Linked DNA regions of Mus musculus: regions 1, 2 and 4 are each linked to region 3. Evidence: chromatin contacts called from public Hi-C and HiChIP or PLAC-seq data. All regions are on one chromosome and are shown on one strand. The core of a region is the stretch at or near the end of the contact, and the rest is flanking DNA. Distances in the headings are between cores, read along the strand shown.

Region 1 (3,202 bases), core at 251-2,750, 690 kb before region 3:
TAAGTGAGCTGATAGAGCATTCCCTAAATTTTACTTACTGGCTACTTCCTCTGTCATTATCGACAGACTTTTATAATAATTTACCTGAACTTAACTTGTATTAAGAACCTTTGGCCTACCCTGGTTTCATCCTGAGAAATGATGCTTATGAAATCATGTATGACATATAAATTATATTTAATGGTACAACAAATATTAATATAAATCAACTGATAATTGCTTGCTTGCATGCCATATGAATTATGTCACTTACCCTCACATATGCCCATATACACTTCAGAAAATCTGATCTCTGCTTTGTGCTGCATGTGTGGGGTGAGAGGTTCTTACAGATTATAGTGTGGCCTCTGGCTTCAAAGAGCATTAGGGACTGTCCCCTAAAGGTCCAACGGACAGAATGCACGCGCTGTGCAAGGGTCAGCAGAAGCTAGAGCAGGACCCAAGTGCCCGGGAAATGTCTGTAACCAGCCTCATTCCATAAAAAACAAAGACAAAAATCACAGGTGATACACGGGTCAACAGGCTCTCTCTATGCTCAGGACAAGCATAGAGAAGAAGAGACTCTTCAAAGCCTCAGGTGCTGGTCCTCCATTGGATAAGCAGCCTTGCTGTGTGTGAGCTTTGCAGAGAGGAAGGTAGACTCAGAAGCCATCCAATCACAGGCCTGTGGCCTCCTTCCCCACCTTCCACTCTACCAATTCTCCTCCTCTTGATTGTCAATTAAAATAAACAGCCTTGCATTCCACAGCCTGGTTTCAATCTATCTTGGCTGGGAGGATGCGGGCAGATTTGTGGCAGTGCCCGAAAGTCCTTGCTCAACCTTTTTAATATCTGAACAAAGCAATCAAACCCGATAAGATCTAGCAAAGGCAAGAACACTCTTCTATCCCCAGAATGGAAGCTGATTAGTCCATGGCCCACATCATCAGAGTTATTGTGCCATGTGAAATTTATTGGTGCTATCTCACCTCATTAAATACTTAAATAGACCTGACAGGACAGAAAAACGGGCTTTTTAGTTCCCCCGCACCCCATCCTCCAGGCAAAGGGGCTGGCATTTCCCATGTTCCAGTTCACCTCTGCTACAGCTGTTGGCAGGGAAATAGGAAAGCAGAGTGCTGCATGAGATGGAAGATTCTGGATGGCTGTGTGGACTCCAGAGATCCTCCAGCTCTGTCTTCAAGATCCCCACCTATGCACATCCCCGTGGGAACAGATAAAGAGCAAGACAGGGGACCATGGTGCTTCGTCTCTTTGCTGAGTTACCCAAGTCCGTCAGCCTAGTCAGAGGCTTGTCAGGCAGTGTGTGCATGTGGGGTGTGTGTGTGTGTGTGTGTGTGTGTGTGTGTGTGTGTGAATGTGTGTGTGTTGAGTGGGGGTAGGGTCAAGGGTGAATGAGCTGCAAAACAAAGAACTCTCAGACCCTCCTCCAGCCCCGGGCTTGTGTTCTTTATTTAGCAAATAGCCCTGGCATTGGCCATAGCTGGACCCAGGCCAAGGCCAGGATTTCCCTAGATTCTGAGCTAGAGAATTTGGCAGTCTGGCAACACTCTACAGAGAGCCACTAGCCTGAAGGTTTCAAACAAATTACAAATGATGAGCAGTGAGTGTCAACAAATGTGGATGTGTGTGTCATGTGGGCCTTGCCTCTCCCCCGCCCGCCCCCATGATGGGAAGTGTGTATGTGTGTGTGTGTGTGTGTGTTGCATTAATCCAGCACAGAAAATCAGGGACTGGAGAAACTTTGCAATCTACAAAATGTTCCAGAGAGGGTCGAGTGAAGAAATGAATGACTCTTCCTCATTTATCAAGCCAATTTTATCCTCAGCCAAGGAGATTTGGGACACAGTCTCTCTACATCCCCTTCCTCTCCTCAGATCTCCACCTGCTGTGAAGGTCTCTTTTCTCCAGCTGTTTCCCTCTTCCAGCCTAGGTCCTCGTTTGCACCTTGTTAATAACATGGGCAAGGGGCCAGGAAGCAGCTCCCGGGCGCCTTCCGTTCCTAATGTCCTAAATGGCCATGACACTGCGCTTAATTTCCGTTTTAGTGCAACTGCTGGCAGGACATCAGTGGGCTGAGACCTGGGTCCTGTGACAGGATCTTCAACAGCGACCATCAGCCTCCCTGTAATTAGATGCTGCTTGGAGTCTGCTGTCCTGTAGTGTGGGGAGCTCTGTGGACTTATGTAACTGTCCCTCTGTTCAGAGCACAAGGCTTTTTACAACCTCGGAGTCTCCCAGCGTTGAAACAGCTCTAATCCCCTGCCCACCCTGGGAGGGAAAGCAGGCCATGGCCAGATGGGTTATCTGTGTTATCGGTTTAGGATAGTGTGGGACATGTAAAACCCTGGGCTACTGCAGAAAACCATGATGGTTGATATTTACCAACTGGGGAGCTTTGCTTTTTATCTTTTCTGGAATGTTCCACGGTGGATTTTAGGAAATGAAATGGTCAGGAGACATTGACAGGGGTTTGGCTGCCTTCAATGCACATAAAAAGTGTTAAACAGGACACATGCTTGCAATCTCATCCACTCAGATAACTGAGTCAGGATGATCCCAAATTCACAGAAGGCATGACTGGGATACTGAGTGAGTTCAAGTCCAGCCTGGGCAATTCAGTAAGACCCAGTCTCAAAATAATGATGGTGGTGATGGTGATAATTATGATGATGATGACGACGACCATGATGACAAAGACGATGATGATGATGAAGACAACACGATGATGACTGGGTATATAGTTCCATGGTAGAACACTGACCTAGAATGTACAAGGTCCTGGGTTCAATCCTGTGCTACTGAATGGATAAATAATAATAATAATAAATAACATACAGTTTAAAAGTCAAGTAAAGAAATAAGGAGATGGCTCAGTGAGTAAAGAGCTCGCCATGCAAGAATGGAAACCTGAGTTTACCCTCAGATCCCACGTAAAGCCAAGCACAGCAGTGCGTGAGCCCAGGACTCATCAGGCATTCGGGAGGTAAAAGCAGGAGAATCCCTGGAAGGCTCAGACCAGCTAGTGTGGCATATGCCCAGTAAACACCAGCTACAGCCTGTCTTAAATAAGGTAGAGGTGAGGGCAGATACATCAGAGGTTGTGCTCTAAACCCACCATGTGCATGCCTGTATGCATACACCCCATCCCCCCAAAGATAAGCAAATGGTTGCCCTATAGTCACAACGAAGGAATGCCAAT
Region 2 (3,274 bases), core at 116-2,615, 1.0 Mb before region 3:
GAGTATTCCCACAGCGCGCTACATTCCTCACTGTGCAAGAGTTTGGCTTTGAAGAATAAATTAGCACAAGGACTTCACTGGGTATGTGATCGAAAATTAACTTCTTATAAAATGGCTCCGTTCGAATTTATTAGAAAGCACTCTGTTTTACTGGTTTTTTGCTTTGTGAGAAATTTTGTGTTTGCCATGATCAGAAATGGTGGGAGGCAGAGCAGCATCGACAGAGCTGTCTAGGATCAGAGAGGCCTGGATGATGCAATTAAAAGGTGGACAGACAGGTAGACAGATGTTCAGCTGCATGATCAGGAACAAGATTGTATAAAAAGGCTTCTTTGATCATTAGAGAAGCCTCTATAATGAAGCCCTGGATACCCACTCGGTGTTTGTGGCGGCTCTCATCTCCAGCAGGTGTCTTAGAGAGAAAATACCGCAAACACAAACAGATCCACTGCCAGCTAGTCAAAGCTGCTTGGCATTTCTTCCTGTTGATTAAGCCACAAATAAAATCATACGTGGTGTGCTTCTGACACAGGCGGGGTGTACAGTTCCCAATAGTTACAGAATACATCTTGCTGAAATGTTTCAGGATCTGTTACTCTACTGGGATCAAGAAACTAATTTCTGTTCAATAGTGTATCCTATGTGATCCAGAACATTCCCCAGGGCAACTACTAACATGACAGTGAGTAGAGTGCCAAGATGGATTTAAATGCCTAACACAGCGCAAGATGGTATACTCAGAAAATGCAGGTGTACTGTGAAGGCAGTAGGCAGGACACTGGGACTTAAGAATAATTATCTCTTAGTTATTTAGAAGAAGAGAAAGCCACGCTAATATGGAGGAGCTAGCATGGCAGACCTAAACGCCATTCACATTTGACTCTGAAATGCACTGCATGGTCCCTTAGAAGTCACATTGGCCTCTCACTTCATTTCTGTAGAGTTGAAAATGAGATTGGCTTCTCAGATCACACACAGGCAGAATGTACAGTTCACGGACCGTTACAGATGCACCAGCAATGGCAGATGTGGGTGCCACACACCAACCGACAAGGCCAGAGGCGCTGATTAGGGGTTTGTTGGGAATAAGCCACAAACAAAAGGCTTGAGCACAAGTCTCAGCAGTGTCGCCGACACCCTTCTGTAGTAGGTGGGCGTGTCAGTGCACCCCTTGCCTTGGTTCCTCATCTGAGACATGAAAACAACCCAACACTTGTTATCTGTCTAGAAGGGTTTTGAGAGAAAGAACAGCTATGATGCTGTAAGAAGCAGTATGACTCACAGTGGCATGGTTTCTTACAGAACCCGTGGACTGATTCTGGCTCCAGGGTTAGGCTGAGGGGGAAGAGAAAGAGCAGAAGGCAGAGAGAGAAAGAGGAAGAGATCTAGTCATTAGATCCTATTTTTAAGGCTCGGGGTAGGGGTGGGTGTCTCAGTAAATCACACTTTCGGAGACAGATGATCCTTTTGAACCACAATTTCTCCTTTCAGGGTCATCTCTTGGGCTCGTGAGAGCTTTCGGTGTTGCGTGCCCATGAATCACCAACCTTGTTACAAATGCACAGCACAGCTCGGAAGGACCAGGGTGGTGGGTCTCTGATGAAGAGATGGAGACAACACTGGCAGCTACAGGTTGGAAATCAGCCAAGTCGCCACAGTGGTTGCAACACTTTCATACATTCTCTGTTACCGGGGAGTTTATTCTCAGCACGTGCTTTAATTAGTCATCTAGCATCATGTGGTCATTGCTAACCACACTTGTGCACCATACAGAACAAGAGCCAGATGAGGGGAATGGCTACACTTCTCGCCAATAGTAGTTCTGTCTGCCCTGGATTTCCACGAGCGGCCCTTTTGCTCTACAACTTGAAATCTCAATATTAGAGTTCCATTTGTGATGTCACCTGAACACTGTCAGGTCAGACTCTCTCAGAATACTAATATCGAGAAGATCACCATGACATCTGCCTGCTGTAGGTAACAATGACCAGCCATAAAGGTGATCTGAAATTGGCTTCTCTTTCAAGATATCACTAACTCAAATTGCTTTTGTCATAGTTCTTTTCAAAAAAAATATTTTCAATTTAGAACTGGAAGGAAACATGAAAGAGTGGGCCTGACTGTCCGTGAAGTTCACTGCTATTGCCGTGCTAAATGTGCAGACTGAGCCGACAAATGAAACACGACAAATGTGTTCTCCCTTATGCCCGAGTATGGTATTTAATACAGTTGAAAATGGTTTATTTTTATCTTTGACAAGACCAGAAATGGCCAATGACTTTATCTGCAGATGGGATATCCTCAAAAATATTATTTTTCTAACCCATAGGAGAACAATTTTTTTTCAGAGTACACCAGAGGTTAAAAAAAAAAATTGATGAACACAGTGTATGCATATGTTCCCCTGTCAACCACAGTAAAAGATCAACCATCAGTGGCTCCTAATACATTCTAGAAATAGCAGCTAGAAATACATAGGACTGGCAAGGCAGGCTGCTATGGAAAGGCCTTGGACAGTGTTCCCTCTCAGGAGATATTTATAAAGTATATCGCATCTCCAAGTTGGACTGCTTTATTATTTTGAGACTCATTCTCATATTCCCGCAGAGTTTTGCAGCTTGACCTATTTGTCTTAAGGTTGGACTGCATTATACATTCTTAAGAAGCAGAGGCAAGACAGTGATGGCCCGGAGAACCACCATCAACAGTGTAATCAGTCTCTTTGATAGAGGTGACACAGAGCAATGACACCTCGGCCGCCATCTTCCTTTAGGATGGCTTTCTCATTCATTTGAAGATAGAAGGAGAGGCCTTTGCCTTGAATTTTCAATGTTTAAAACTCGGAGAAATACCTTATTCGATTCAATGCTCAGCCATTAATGAGGTGAATTCAAGGAATCTAAATCACAAAGGGGTGGGGACTTTGTGGTAATCTTTCCATTAAAGCATCCACTAGTCCTTCCTGATTGAAAGCTGACTTTAGATTCACGACTCTAAATGTGTTATAACAAGCAACCGCAACGGACTCTTCTCGTTGATCCAAACTAAATTAGGCAACAATCCTGACAACAAACAGGAAAGTAAAACATTAAAAGGAAGAGAAGAAAAATATTACCTAAATAGCTGGAACAAACTCAGTACTAGCATGTGGCCAATACTGACTGGGAAAACTTCTAGCTGTGCATTTCAAGAGAAAACAATTTGAGGGTCTTTGTCAGGTAAATTATGGCAATAATTTCTCCTCCTCCTTTACCACAAGTAGTGCTGTGAGTAC
Region 3 (3,299 bases), core at 2-2,501:
CCATGTCTTCCATCTGGGTAGGAAAGACATATTTTGATTCACATCTCAACCACCTTGTCCCCCAGTAGCCACCTCTCCTGCCTTCCTCTCCTTCCCCTCTCTATACTCTTTCTTCTCTGCTTTCCTACTCTCCCTCCTAACCCTTCTTTCTCTTCTCTCTGCTTCCCTTCTCCTGTCTCTGCAAGCTGTAGTTCAGATTCCCAAAAACAACAGAAGCACCACGCCCTATTATGACTCCCAACCAGGCTGGTGAAACTCTCCTAATCTCAGAGGGAGGCTGCCCATGAATGAAGAAATGAGGCACCAGTGGGAGAAGGGAGAATGGGATGGGGGTGAGGCTGGTAGACAGTCCAGGCTGGGGAGTGGCAGAGCTTGGGAAGATGGCCTCCCTGGCCCCTTGGTTGAGAAGAGCAGAAAATGCTGCTGAGTCACCAGTCCTGAGACAGTGCAGGCTTAGCTGGCAATGGGGCAGGGGACTCTGAACACTGGCTCAGGAATGGAGGCCTCTGGAGCTGCTGGAGACAAAGAGGCCAGTGCAGTATGCCTCCACCTCCCTAAAGGACCTGGTGCCTCCTCTTCACTTCCCAGTGATCCAGGCCAGAGCTTACAGGTCTCCCCTACTCCTGCAGCTACTTGGCCTTATCTCTATTGTGAGCAATTGACCAGGACTTGGATCTCTTGATGCAGAGATAGTCCTAGCTAACCAGTGTTCTGTTGTTTCTAGGGGTCCCTCAGAGAGATCCCAGGGTGCTGGAGGAAGGATATTGTTTACATGCCCCTAAAAGGGTAGGTAAGGTGGCTGGCGCTCAGGCTAGCTGCTCTAGGTGGATACTTTGTGGAAGTCTGGTTAGTGAGTAGGAAGGAATGAACCACCAAAATATACATGCATGCTCCATGCCCTAAGCCAAAACCAGCAGCTAGGAGCTACCTGCAGAAGCAAAGTGCAGAGAAAGTCACCAAGGATACCAGATCCTATTCTGGTCAAATCAGCACTCCTTGCTCCAGGGGGCGCTCTGTTCAAACATCTGCCATCTGCCTCTAGGCACTTTGAGAACAAGGTCCCCCAGAAACAGAATCCAGCAGGAGTCCAGTAACAGTTTGAGAGGTCTGGTCCCTGCCTCTGAAGCCACACACATGCCGCTGAACAAGCCCGGGACCTCAGGCTGATTTGGCACCCTCAGACCCCTCTGGCCATTGCCAGGTAAGTACTCCAAGCAATACATCTATGTAGAGCAAGCCTGCCACCTGGTGGAAAGGCCATCCAACTGCAAGCCGGGGTTTCTCAGGGTGGTTCTGTCCAGTGTCTGGGGTTCCATAGCACAGGCGTCCATCCACCCGCTCCTGATAGCAGTACCTCCACAAGAAAAGACAGATCCCTGCCCCAGTCCTTCTGAAAGTTTTGTCAGTACAGATGAGCAGAAGGTAGGGACGAGAGGAGTTCAAAAGGCTGAGGCCTGTTTGGAGCAGGTATTTGGTGCCTCCTGGTTGGCTCGTCCCTGGACATGAGTGAGGAAGTGACAGAGAGAGGCTGGATTCCAATCCTAGGTCCCTGCTACCCATCAGCGGAACAATTGCCTCCTTCCTTGGACACAGGGCCCCTCGGCAGACACATGGGCAGATGAGTAAGAGGCTATTCCAAGCCTAAGTGTTACAGCCAAGGCAGGCCAAGGAGAATCCATGGGTAGATGGGACATGTTAGAATAATCCCATCCAATGGAGGTGGCCCCATATATCCCAAGTACTTGTGTCTTCCTGTTCCTTTCACACACACACACACACACACACACACATTCATCTAAAAATTATATTTTATTACTGATTTGACATAAAGATTGAGATATATTAGAATATTTCTCTCAGCTTAAAAGTTTCTTTTCCTCGGGCCTTAACAGAAGTTGAAACGATGTTTACTGCCAACTGTGCCTAGTGGAGAAATCAGCCTGTGTCCGTCCATGACATTTAACCCTTTGCAGGAAGCAGAAAACCATCACCACCTACAGGCATTCGTCAAAGTCTCCCATTCTTCTCCAGAAACCCCTGGATTGCCATTACACAAAAACAAGAGCTGGGGGTTCCCCACTCCTAGACCAGCAGCCTCTTCTTGCCCAGCCCTTACGCTGAAGCCAAGCCACCACCATTGCAGGCCACCACCACCACCATCATCATCATTGTAGGCCACCTTCCCCACCATTGCAGGCCACCACCATCACTGTCACTATTGCATGCCACCACTACCATCATCACCGCCGCTGCCACTACCGCCAACACTTACATCAACACTACCATTGCCACCACCATCACTGCCATCACCACACAGCTATCTCCATGACAGTTCTTTGGTCTGCTGTTTTATTAATGCCTAATTTCCAATCTTCAAGAAGAGAGAGAGCCTTAAACCTTCATCCCATGAACCCAGCAATCACACAGATGATCCAAGCATCTCTGGACAGCCTTTAATTTATTTCCCAGTGCATGCAGGCACTGCTGAGACTTGATAGCACCAGCTTAAATGTAATAAATTACTCAAGTACCACAGATTAGTTAATAAAGCCCCAAGCTCCCTCTCTGCCCCTGCTGACTGGGATGGCAACATCAGAGATTCCTTAGAAGATGCCCCAAGTCGAAGGTGTAGAGGCAGGGCCTCCCCATGCCTGAGTGAGCTTCGTGGCCTTCTCGGGACCCTTGGTACAAGATGGAGATTGAAACAGGGACAGAGAGACAGAGGTGCAGAGAACTCTGGGGTGGGTACAGAATCTTCTACTCTGGTCTCAGCATGTCAGTGGGTGTGGTGATCTAGGAATGACAAAGTTTGTACCTGAGCACAGCTTAGAAAATCACAATTTAGGGGGATGGAGAAATGGCTCAGCAATTAAGAATGCTTGCCGGTCTTGTAGAGGACCAAACATCCATTCGGGGCTCCCACATTGGGTCACTCCAGATCCAGGGGATGTACTCCCATCTGGAACCTGGGATTCACTCATGAACTGCAGAGAGACATTTAGGAAGGAGGCCAGTGTGCTCATTTCCTGGGGAAACTTCCAAGAGAAGACTCTTATCTCCTTTTGTGGCCAGCAAAACCCTGAGAGGGAAATAGTTTTAGAAAAACAGACTCTAGTCTTAGCCCAAGACAGAGGTTTCAGCAAGGTTCCAGGGCAATGGAGGAAAATGGATGTCTATAAAGAGATGGGTATAGAGCCCTCAAGTTGTGTGGAATCCTGCCCTGACAGTGACCTCCCCACTGCCTTGGCTTAGGTGTCCTGAGTCTGATGGTCTCAGGTGAACAGGAACAGTCTCCTCCT
Region 4 (3,197 bases), core at 251-2,750, 540 kb before region 3:
GACCTACCTATTCTCTCTGACAGCATAGACTTTATTTTCCTGGTAGGAATCCTGACTGTGTTTTCATTTAAGTCTCTCCTTTGGCTCTGTCCCATACCTACCTCAGCATCTGAGATCCCTCTTGCTCTGAGATCCCTAGTGACTCAGGTAGGATCTACATTGAATCCATCACTGCGTGAGGTTCCATGGCTACTCCTGGCACTACCTGCTGGAGATAGGAATGGACAAAGGCCCTAGGGACTCTGGGTTCAGGCTAGAGAGAAAAGCAATTCTTTATGGTCACGCCTGTATGAATGACGTCTGGTTCTTGGAGGATGGGGTCCTGCTTCTTGGATTCTGCTCTTGCCATTCATCAGGCTACCCTAGTCATTCCATCCCGGGACACCCTCCAGAGTGCAGTACCCAGTCTGCTTTGGAGAACAATCACCAAATGGCAGGATGACATTGTCCCTTGTGAGACTCACCATGGTTTATACTTACCTCTGCTTATGCCAATGCCCTCAGGATGAAGCTGGGTTCTCCATTAGACAAAGGGACTGGGAGAACTCATCTCCAAGGGCCTGGGGCCTGGAGCCTGACCCTGAAGGAGACATTCCTACTCCATAAGCCCCAGCTGCTCTGAGACCTCATGTTGGAGAACAGAGCATCAAACACAGTCCGGAAGGTGCTGGAGGGCTCATTTCTTCTCTTTCCTTCCTCTCCACCCCCTCCCCATTTTTATTATTATTATTTTTTTTTATTAACAAGGATGAAAGTAAATGTGAACTCGAAACAATAAGGCATGGAAAATCACAGAAATAACTTAATTAAGTTTTTAAAGATTTCCATGCTTGAATAAATTAGCCTTCCTGCAAATGTCACAACATTCAGAAAAAAAAAATCGTAATCAATGGAGCACAATGCTCCCCTGCTCTTTATTTAAACGAAGGCTCCATTGGTGCGGCTCCTTTTACCCATGCTCCTCCCCAGCAGCTGCTGCTCCTTGGCCCCCTGGCTTCAGGCAAGGGCACCAGACTCTCGAATCAGCATATTCCATTCTGGCTGCTGGGAAAGAAGAAAGATGGAAGATGGTGGGTGGGGACGGGGCGGGGAGGAGCCGGCAGGGAGACTTTCCCTGGTCTGTGCTTGTCATAGTCCTGGCTATCTTTTACAAGGTAGCAAAGGCAAACCCCTCTTTAGAGTTTGAGAGTGTCTCCTAGACTGAGGACGATCCAAGCCTCAGTGCCAAGAGGGAGCATGATGGAAATTAGAAAGGACTCTGAAAAGCAAGGGCTTGTCACCTGTCATACCCTCTTCCTTTGCTCCCCTTTCCAGGCCTTTCCTCATAACCGGGGCTGCCAGAAACTGGAAGGTCTCAGGAATAGGCAGGAAAAGATGCTGGGAAAGGGAGAGGGCCCTGATGTCCAGCACGGCCTTCCTGCCTGCAGCTTCATGGATGGGTCTCCATGGTCTTCAAGGCAAGAGGGCAGCTTGCTAGGCTAATGAGTCCAGCCGCTGCTGATTTGAACAGCAAGTGATGTCATGCTGGCTGCCAGGCCCTGCTATAATGCAGCTGTCAGGGCCCCATGGGGAAAACTTGGGGAGAAATACGAGAAGCCTAAAAAGCAGCAAAAGGCCCAGTCAAGTGAAGGGAAATGGGATTACAGTAATGCTGAAAGCCAGCGCACTGGAGAATTAAAACGCTTTGTTTTGGAACCAGATTCTACTCGACCCAAGTTATTAAATTATTTATTGTTTGCCTCTCCAGTAATGGGAGAGATTGATGGTGTGTGTGTGGGATCAGGCAGGGCAGAAATTGCTTTAATTATCAGGTACATTTGGGGGGCACCCTGGGTCTAGGCTGGTGCCCCTGATGCTTGGGGTGGAGTGGTAATGTGATGGTCTGAGCTTAATTAGATCCGTCCGATGCATTTATGGTAGAAACCTAAGAGGAGCCCCATCTTGATCCTCCAGACTCACTAGATGTTTCATGACCTTAAATAGTTTTGCTTGTGTGGCACGGCTTGGTGTTAGGTAGCTATCCCCAGAGCTCCAGGAGCTCACGAGCTACCATCACACTGGGTGTGGGGTGAAGATGATTAAGGCTCGTGGAAGAAGATAGGGTAGGGTCAAAATATGGATGAGTCCCACACAGCCCATTTATCTTGGACACTGCTCATCCTTTGGCAGTGTTGGGAAAGCAGGGCAAAGATGACGACACATTTCACAGAAGAGGGATGGAGGCTTGGAACTTTGCCTGAGCCTTCCAGCGGATGAGTGGCAGGTCCTACTTGGCTTGGCTCCCGAGCCTAACCTTAATGTCTTTGCTATTGTACTTCATGGCTTCAGGGATAAAGCAAGACAGAAAGGCGGGGAAGTGAGGTTGCTAAGACTTTGGCTCTCCTCTGTCAGTTAGCAAAAGTCTAATCTTTCTGTAGATGTGGACCGGCTCCTAGTCAACTGGGCTCAGCTGGAAAGGAGCAGTTCAAAGCTGCCTGTTGATTGGTGGATGGATTAATCCAAGGTGGCTTAAGGATAGGGACCATCCTCTTAATCCTGAACCTCAGGATTAGCTGGTTTATGATCCAGATCCAGGGGGCTCTCAAAAACCAAGATCAGAGAGTCGAAGGATACCTGGGCCCCTCCCCCTGGCTCTTCCTAACGTCTAATGGGTTGTCAGTGCAAGGGACCAGTGATCTGATCCTTGGTTTCTGACCTGACTTCACAAGGAGTGATGATAAGGAAATCACCCTCAAGTCAGCTTAGTACCCTGCCCTCGAAGTCCTGAGACTCACAAGGCTTGAGACCATCCACAGTACTAGCAGTTGTGTGTCCACCAGTCAGGAGTGCCAGGGAAGCTGATTGCTATTGCCACAGCGACTGGAAGCAAAGGTCTGGGTGAAATGCTTTGCCTCCTCAATTACTGCTGCTCTTCCTTTTCCTGCAGATTTGGGGACTCTTCTGTTAATAATGACCTTTTTGGATTTATGCCCAGGACTTAGAGATATTATCTTCGGATCCAGGTAATGAGGTCGCAACTGATCCTGAACAAATGGAGGAAGTTATTTAATAATTATAACGCGCTGTCTGAGGGGGGACCTTTCATTTGTTGGGATGAGAGACATCTGTTTATCCTCACTCTCAAGCAGAAGATTGTGATATTTCGGGGTTAATTCTGGATGGAATCCAGTTTGCTTTCTGCCTTTGTTGTTTTGTCT

The links. A called contact is a pair of places that touch in the nucleus more often than the background predicts. HiChIP or PLAC-seq counts read pairs in DNA pulled down with a chosen protein or histone mark.
Region 1: a contact with region 3 is called in a Hi-C map of the N1E-115 cell line, with 6 times the contacts expected there. The contact joins two enhancer-like sites. A contact is called at or near these places in 5 of 484 Hi-C or Micro-C datasets (the N1E-115 cell line, cerebellar granule neurons, cerebral cortex and 2 more) and 2 of 115 datasets of contacts at active chromatin or transcription factors (embryonic basal ganglia and neural progenitor cells).
Region 2: a contact with region 3 is called in an H3K27ac HiChIP or PLAC-seq map of SST interneurons, with 10 times the contacts expected there. The contact joins two enhancer-like sites. A contact is called at or near these places in 1 of 484 Hi-C or Micro-C datasets (stem cell-derived primordial germ cell-like cells) and 4 of 115 datasets of contacts at active chromatin or transcription factors (SST interneurons, embryonic basal ganglia, embryonic stem cells and 1 more).
Region 4: a contact with region 3 is called in a Hi-C map of the N1E-115 cell line, with 16 times the contacts expected there. The contact joins two enhancer-like sites. A contact is called at or near these places in 5 of 484 Hi-C or Micro-C datasets (the N1E-115 cell line, cerebral cortex, lens fibers and 1 more) and 4 of 115 datasets of contacts at active chromatin or transcription factors (VIP interneurons, embryonic basal ganglia and embryonic stem cells).

The regions. Positions count from the first base shown.
Region 1 is chr9:47,421,224-47,424,425 of GRCm38.p6, reverse strand. No RefSeq gene overlaps it. Among named protein-coding and RNA genes, the nearest start is that of Gm31816, 55 kb to the right of the region's middle. Within about 2 kb of position 1,500, at least 68 of the 459 cell types and tissues checked have an H3K27ac peak or open chromatin away from gene starts, as enhancers often do. A contact at or near this core is called in the N1E-115 cell line and cerebral cortex, where this site is marked.
Region 2 is chr9:47,732,287-47,735,560 of GRCm38.p6, reverse strand. All of the region lies in intron 1 of Cadm1 (cell adhesion molecule 1), which reads right to left. Among named protein-coding and RNA genes, the nearest start is that of Gm10677, 84 kb to the left of the region's middle. Within about 2 kb of position 1,365, at least 77 of the 459 cell types and tissues checked have an H3K27ac peak or open chromatin away from gene starts, as enhancers often do. A contact at or near this core is called in SST interneurons, where this site is marked.
Region 3 is chr9:46,733,688-46,736,986 of GRCm38.p6, reverse strand. No RefSeq gene overlaps it. Among named protein-coding and RNA genes, the nearest start is that of Gm31614, 95 kb to the left of the region's middle. Within about 2 kb of position 1,251, at least 27 of the 459 cell types and tissues checked have an H3K27ac peak or open chromatin away from gene starts, as enhancers often do. A contact at or near this core is called in the N1E-115 cell line, SST interneurons and cerebral cortex, where this site is marked.
Region 4 is chr9:47,278,659-47,281,855 of GRCm38.p6, reverse strand. The region is part of intron 3 of Gm31816 (a long non-coding RNA gene); the gene reads left to right. Among named protein-coding and RNA genes, the nearest start is that of Gm39332, 37 kb to the right of the region's middle. Within about 2 kb of position 1,500, at least 37 of the 459 cell types and tissues checked have an H3K27ac peak or open chromatin away from gene starts, as enhancers often do. A contact at or near this core is called in the N1E-115 cell line, where this site is marked.